2 separate regions of the Mus musculus genome follow, and region 2 is linked to region 1. Evidence: chromatin contacts called from public HiChIP or PLAC-seq data. All regions are on one chromosome and are shown on one strand. Each heading gives the region's core, a stretch centred on a gene start, on an enhancer-like site or on the middle of the called end of the contact. The rest is flanking DNA. Distances are from core to core; before and after follow the strand shown.

The links. HiChIP or PLAC-seq counts read pairs in DNA pulled down with a chosen protein or histone mark.
Region 2: an H3K27ac HiChIP or PLAC-seq map of embryonic stem cells shows a contact between it and region 1, with 6 read pairs. The contact joins two enhancer-like sites. A contact is called at or near these places in 6 of 39 promoter capture datasets (the C10 cell line, the HPC-7 cell line, cranial neural crest and 2 more), 3 of 115 datasets of contacts at active chromatin or transcription factors (all in embryonic stem cells) and 1 of 9 other capture datasets (liver).

The regions. Positions count from the first base shown.
Region 1 is chr10:62,905,174-62,908,047 of GRCm38.p6, reverse strand. All of the region lies in intron 2 of Gm51805 (a long non-coding RNA gene), which reads right to left. Among named protein-coding and RNA genes, the nearest start is that of Gm26479, 13 kb to the right of the region's middle. RefSeq lists a cis regulatory region at 1,244-2,874. Within about 2 kb of position 1,462, at least 8 of the 459 cell types and tissues checked have an H3K27ac peak or open chromatin away from gene starts, as enhancers often do. A contact at or near this core is called in embryonic stem cells, where this site is marked.
Region 2 is chr10:63,359,023-63,362,023 of GRCm38.p6, reverse strand. No RefSeq gene overlaps it. Among named protein-coding and RNA genes, the nearest start is that of Sirt1, 21 kb to the right of the region's middle. Within about 2 kb of position 1,288, at least 6 of the 459 cell types and tissues checked have an H3K27ac peak or open chromatin away from gene starts, as enhancers often do. A contact at or near this core is called in embryonic stem cells, where this site is marked.

The DNA of each region.
Region 1 (2,874 bases), core at 213-2,712:
ATCGAGGCCTAGAATGTTTTCGGCCTCTTAGGTTTACTGTTAAAAAACCTCACCCTTTCTAGTTCTTCAGAGCCCTGGCTGAATGGGTCAACTTGGCTGTTCTGGCCCAAACTCCGCTCCTAGCTAACTGGTTCAATCTGGCTTCTCTCAGCTTCTCACTGAATTGCTCTGCTTGGCCTACTTCTGACAATCTGTTTTAAATCTTCTGGCTCCTTCTCATTTTATACCTCATTCTGTCTTCACCTGTGACTAGCTTCTTCTCTCTCCAACTTGTTTGTAAAACTATTCCAGTTTAAAAGTCCCTCAACTGACTAAACTGAACTCAATGAACTCCACTCCACAGCCTCTCAACTCAGTGATTTCATCGAACTGACTGCCTAGAACTTAGAGATCCACATGCCTCTGTCTCCTGAGTGCTGGGGTTAAAGAAGTCTTCCACCATGGCTGGACTTGAGCTTTTCTTTATCTGAAATTTGCTCTATATGAGGCTGGCCTTGAACTCAGAGATCTGCTTGCTTGTCTCTGTCTCCTAGGATTGAAGGTGTATCTGTATTGCAGCTGGGTCACACAGACCTAGAAGGTCTTTGGATGTGATCCCTTGCCTTGGCAGCCATGTTGCTGGATTAGAATTCTTCTACACTCGATTTCTGCCCTTTCTAATCGTATTAGCAAGGGCATCAACCTCAGAATTCTAGGTGTACAGCCTACTGGGGTGTGGAGCCATTCTAGCATTCTCTAGGGCTGATACAGAGCTCCTACGAGTGTAGAGAAGAAGTTAAAGATAAGAAGCTAAAGATAAGAATCGGTACCAGCATTGTTGGATCACACCTAACCAGTGCCATGCCTTTAAGGCTACATTAAAGGAGCCTAAAGCTTCAACTGCCTCAGAAGAGAGCGCCAGTGGGGAAGAGGGGTTTTTATCCTTTTAGAAGATCAAACAGAGACTGTAGGGTACTGGTGGAGAGGGGGAGCCATCGTCGAAGCCAGTTAAGGATACCCAAAAGATGGGGCTGGAGAGATGGCTCAGTAGTTGAGAGCACTGACTGTTCTTCCAAAGGTCCTGAGTTCAATTCCCAGCAACCACATGGTGGCTCACAACCATCTGTAATGGGATTCGATGCTCTAGCTACAGTGTACTCATAATATAAAGGAATAAATAAATCTTAAAATAAAAAGAAAGGACACCCCTCCAGGACAAACTCTAGAAGAAGGTGAGACTTTAGTTTGGGGGAAAGGAAAGAGTGGGTTTAGTAAGTCGTATTGAGGTAAGGGAGATTTCTGTCCCTAGGGATGTAATGGATGGAGTAAGTTGTATCTTGTGAAGGGCTACTTTAAATCCCGGGGAAGACAATAGGGAAGGTATTAATTGATCTTTAAGTAGGAAGAGGAGGCCAATGGGAGTTGGGCTTAGATGGAGCCAAGGGCTGGTTTTGTGTTTCCTACAAGGAATCATACAGTGGTAGGGAGGAATGAACTGGATCGGACTGGTCAAGGTTGCTGCCTGGGCTGTGGAGGAGGTGGCTTTATGAATAGCTTTGATTTCCTGTGTAAGGTCTGTGAGATCTGGAACAAGGTGGTCTATAGGACCGTCATCCTCATATTCACTTACTCAGGAAGCAAAATAGTCTTCTTAGGTCCCATAATTGGAAGTCCTGCTCATTGGTGGACTGCAGCTATGCTCGGCAGGAAACCGGCCGAGGGGCGTCTTCCCTTCCTCAGGGTCTCGGTGCTGGGTTAGGTAGGTGCTTGACAACATGAGTTAGGATTGTAAGGGTCTCCTGTGCCTTTACCTGTCGCTATTTAAAGGACTTCCTCCAAAAAACAGGGAGGCTCTCATTTTGGTGAGTTTTATTGCATGGGATTTTTAAGAGAGCTCGTATATATTTCCCTAATCTTTGGTATCTTTTAAGTTGAGGAAGTATTTCCTATGATAGGAAATGCCAGGTCCAGATAAGAACCTTTCCGTAGGCTTATGGATGCCAGGGGATTCCTCAAAGTCCCAAATGCAAACCTGGCTGAAGTTGTAAGAGCTCTGGTGACCACCCTGGTGGTGTTCACTGGCTGTGGTATACTGTTTTTTTGTTTGTTTGTTTGTTTTCTGTTTTTTTTTTTAAATAATACCTGGCTTCTGTTTGTTTTGTTTTTCGAGACAGGGTTTCTCTGTGTAGCCCTGGCTGTCCTGGAACTCACTTTGTAGACCAGGCTGGCCTCGAACTCAGAAATCCGCCTCCTCTGCCTCCCAAGTGCTGGGATTAAAGGCATGCGCCACCACTGTCCGGCTAGAAAAAAAAGTTTAAAAATTGTTTAATTTATCTTATGTATATGAGCACACTGTAGCTGTCTTTAGACATAGAAGAAGGCATAGTTGGTTGTGAGCCACCATGTGGTTGTTGGGATTTGAACTCAGGACCTTTGGAAGAGCAGTTGGTGCTCTTAACCTCTTAACCACTGAGCCATCTCTCCAGCCCAATAGTTTTTTGTTTTTTTTTTTTTTAAAGGGGAAAAAAGGATTTATTTATTTATTTATTTTGCCGGTTACCCATGTGGGCTGTCCGGGTTCAGATAGAGTTTAAGGGCCTTCCACCAACACCAAGGAATAGCCCTGGCCAGATGTCAGTTCCTGTTTCAACTTGTCTAAACCCAAATCAAGGGTGCAAATCTAAAACAAAGAAAGAAAAAGAAAGAAAGAAAGAAAGAAAGAAAGAAAGAAAGAAAGAAAGAAAGAAAGAAAGGGAGAAAGAAAGGGAGAAAGAAGAGAGGAGAGGAGAGGAGAGGAGAGGAGAGGAGAGGAGAGGAGAGGAGAGAAGAGAAGAGAAGAGAAGAGAAGAGAAGAGAAGAGAAGAGAAGAGAAGAGAAGAGAAGAGAAGAGAAGAG
Region 2 (3,001 bases), core at 39-2,538, 450 kb before region 1:
CCAGTGGGATTAACAGTATAGCTTCATAGCAATAGAACACTGACAATAAATAATGATGATGATAATAATAATCCAATGTTCAAGTTTTTAATCTGTGAAACCGTTTCTCCACTTGGGAGGCCCCGATGGTCAAGAGCATGTTTGTTTTTGGAGACAAGGTCCCCCACAGCCCTGCTGGCCTCCAACTCACAAGAAGCTGAGGATGTCCTTGAACTTTGGTCCTTCTGTCTGCACTTTCCAAGAGCTGGGATTATAGGTGTGCTCTAGAGCCTCCCTTTAATTCTAGCTCTCGGGAGACAGATATAGATGCTTCTCTGTGAGTTTGAGGCCAACCTGATCTACACAGCAAGTTCTAGGACAGCTAAGTCTACACAAAGAAACCCTGTCTCAAAGAACAAACAAAAATATTCATTATCTCCCAAGTATTAGTTCTAAGGTATGTTGTTTTTGTTTTTAAAGTTCCCTTTATATAGCCCCCAGCTGGCCTCTGAGTGACAGCTCTGACCTTGCTGTCCAGTCTTAAAGACTTGCATCAAAAAGACTATACTCCCCTTTTAACACCAAACATAGCTGATAATAGACACTGATAGCTGGATAGACACAGTATGTAATCAATTTTTTGTTGGTTTTTTGAGACAGGGTCTCTACACAGCCCTGGTTGTCCTGGACCTATGTAGACCAAGCTGGTGTTGAACTCAGGAAGATCCACCTGCCTCTGCCTCCAGAGTAGTAGGATTGAAGGCCACTAGGGCACAACAGGGTTTTGTGTATCTAAGGCTAGCATCAAACTTGCTGTATATCAAAGAATAGCCTTGAACTTTTTAATTTTGCTTTTGAGACAGGGTTTCATCTCACTATATAGCCTGGCTGGCTTGGGACTAGATATGTAGACTGGACGGGCCTCAAATTCCGATCAACTTGCGTTACCTCCCAGCTGGGATTAAAGGTGTGCACCTCCATGCCTGACTAAAGGAAGGCCTTGAGTTTAGGATCTTCAGCCTCTACCTCCAAAGTGCTGGAATTTCAGGTTTGTAATCTTGGCTAGTCTCTCCTATCAAATATTAGAAAATGGCAAATGTTTTAACACCACCCCTTCCCACTCCCCCCCCCCCCCCCGCCCCAGTAAACCCCTTGTTTACCCTAAGAGCCTACTGCCTTTTCCAGAGATCTGAACAGTGACCCCTTTCTCCTTGGAACACTGATCCCTCCCCCTTCCTCATTTCCTGTGGCCAGTGCTTTTCAGATCACCAGACTGAATAAAGACTATGAGGTAGGACCCCAAAGGGGAAGCCACCACCCGAATTAGAATAAAAATCAAAGGCACTTCCTTCTCTGTTTCCTCTCCTAAGCACTCCTGGATGGTGAACATTTGATTTCCAACCTAGGGACTCAGATGCATATTTTACATATCAAAACAGCTTGACCTCCAAGTCCTCCCAGCATCCCTCAGTCCTTACCTGCAATCTCCTACTCCAGCCCTGAACTTACTTTCTTTCTTTCTTTCTTTCTTTCTTTCTTTCTTTCTTCTTCTTCTTCTTCTTCTTCTTCTTCTTCTTCTTCTTCTTCTTCTTCTTCTTCTTCTTCTTCTTTTTTTTTTCTTCTCTGAGACAGGGTTTCTCTGTATAGCCCTGGCTGTCCTGGAACTCACTTTGTAGACCAGGCTGGCCTCAAACTCAGAAATCCACCTGCCTCTGCCTCCCAAGTGCTGGGATTAAAGGCATGCGCCACCACCGCCCAGCTTTTTTTTTTTTTTTAATATTTATTTATTATTATACATAAGTACACTGTTGCTGTCTTCAGACACACCAGAAGAGGACATCAGATCTCATTATGGGTGGTTGTGAGCCACCATGTGGTTGCTGGGATTTTGAACTCAAGACCTTCAGAAGAGCAGTCAGCGCTCTTACCAGCTGAGCCATCTCACCAGCAGCCCTGAACTTTCTAGCCCAGGGCTTGGGCTGCCCTTCCTCTAGAGGCTCTTTATATAATACAGGCAGGGAAGTCGCCATGGGAAAGGAAACAGAGGGGAGGGGTAAGAGAAAGAGAAAGATTGCATACAGAGAGAGGGAGAGAAGAGCAAGGAGAGAACAAGAGACCAAATGATTCTGTTTAGGGTGAAACACTGCAGATGGAAATACTGATGGTAGTGGAACATTCTGGAACCATTGTGGACAGTAGTGATGCTACCATCACCTCTTTATCCACAGATATCTGATTGTGTTTATATGCAAAGGGGAGTCTGGAGAAAGTCAAGAAAAGATTTACCAAGAAATACTGAATTTAGTGTGATGACTTATACTTACAACCCCAATACACAGGTGGTTGAGACCCAAACACTGACACAGGATTTAGCCAGCCTCGGTTACATGGAAAAAAGACCAAATTATCCAGGGGAACATGGAAAATCCTAACTTAAATAAACCAAACAAGCTAACAACAAGAAGTAATCAAGAGCTATTATTATGAGTTTAAGCTTCAAGATCTATTTAGGCAAGGTCTGGTCAATAATGTGTTTGCCCTCTGAGTGTGAGGACATGAGTTCAGGTCTCCAGAACCCACTTATCTGTAGGGAGTGAGTGAAGTCCTGTGTAAATGTAGTTGTGACATGCACACAGCCAATGTCTCAACCTCATGGTGGTATTCCTGGAACCAACTGCTATCTTAGCTTGGATTTTATTGTTGTGACGAGACACCATGACCAAAGTAGCTTTTATATAAAAGAAAACATTTAGTTGGGACTGTCTTACAGTTTCAGAAGTTCAGTCCGTTATCATCATGGTGGGAAGCATGGCAGCACCCAGACAGAAATGGTGCTGGAGGAGCCCAGAGTCATCTTGATCCTAAGGCAGTCAGAAGACTCATTTTCATAAACAGCGAGGTGGAGGCTCTCTTTTTCACTGGATGGAGCCTGAGGATAGGAGGAGACCTCAAAGCCCACCCCCACAATGACATACTTCCTTCAACAAGGCCACACCTCCCAATAGTGCCAATTCCTTGGGTC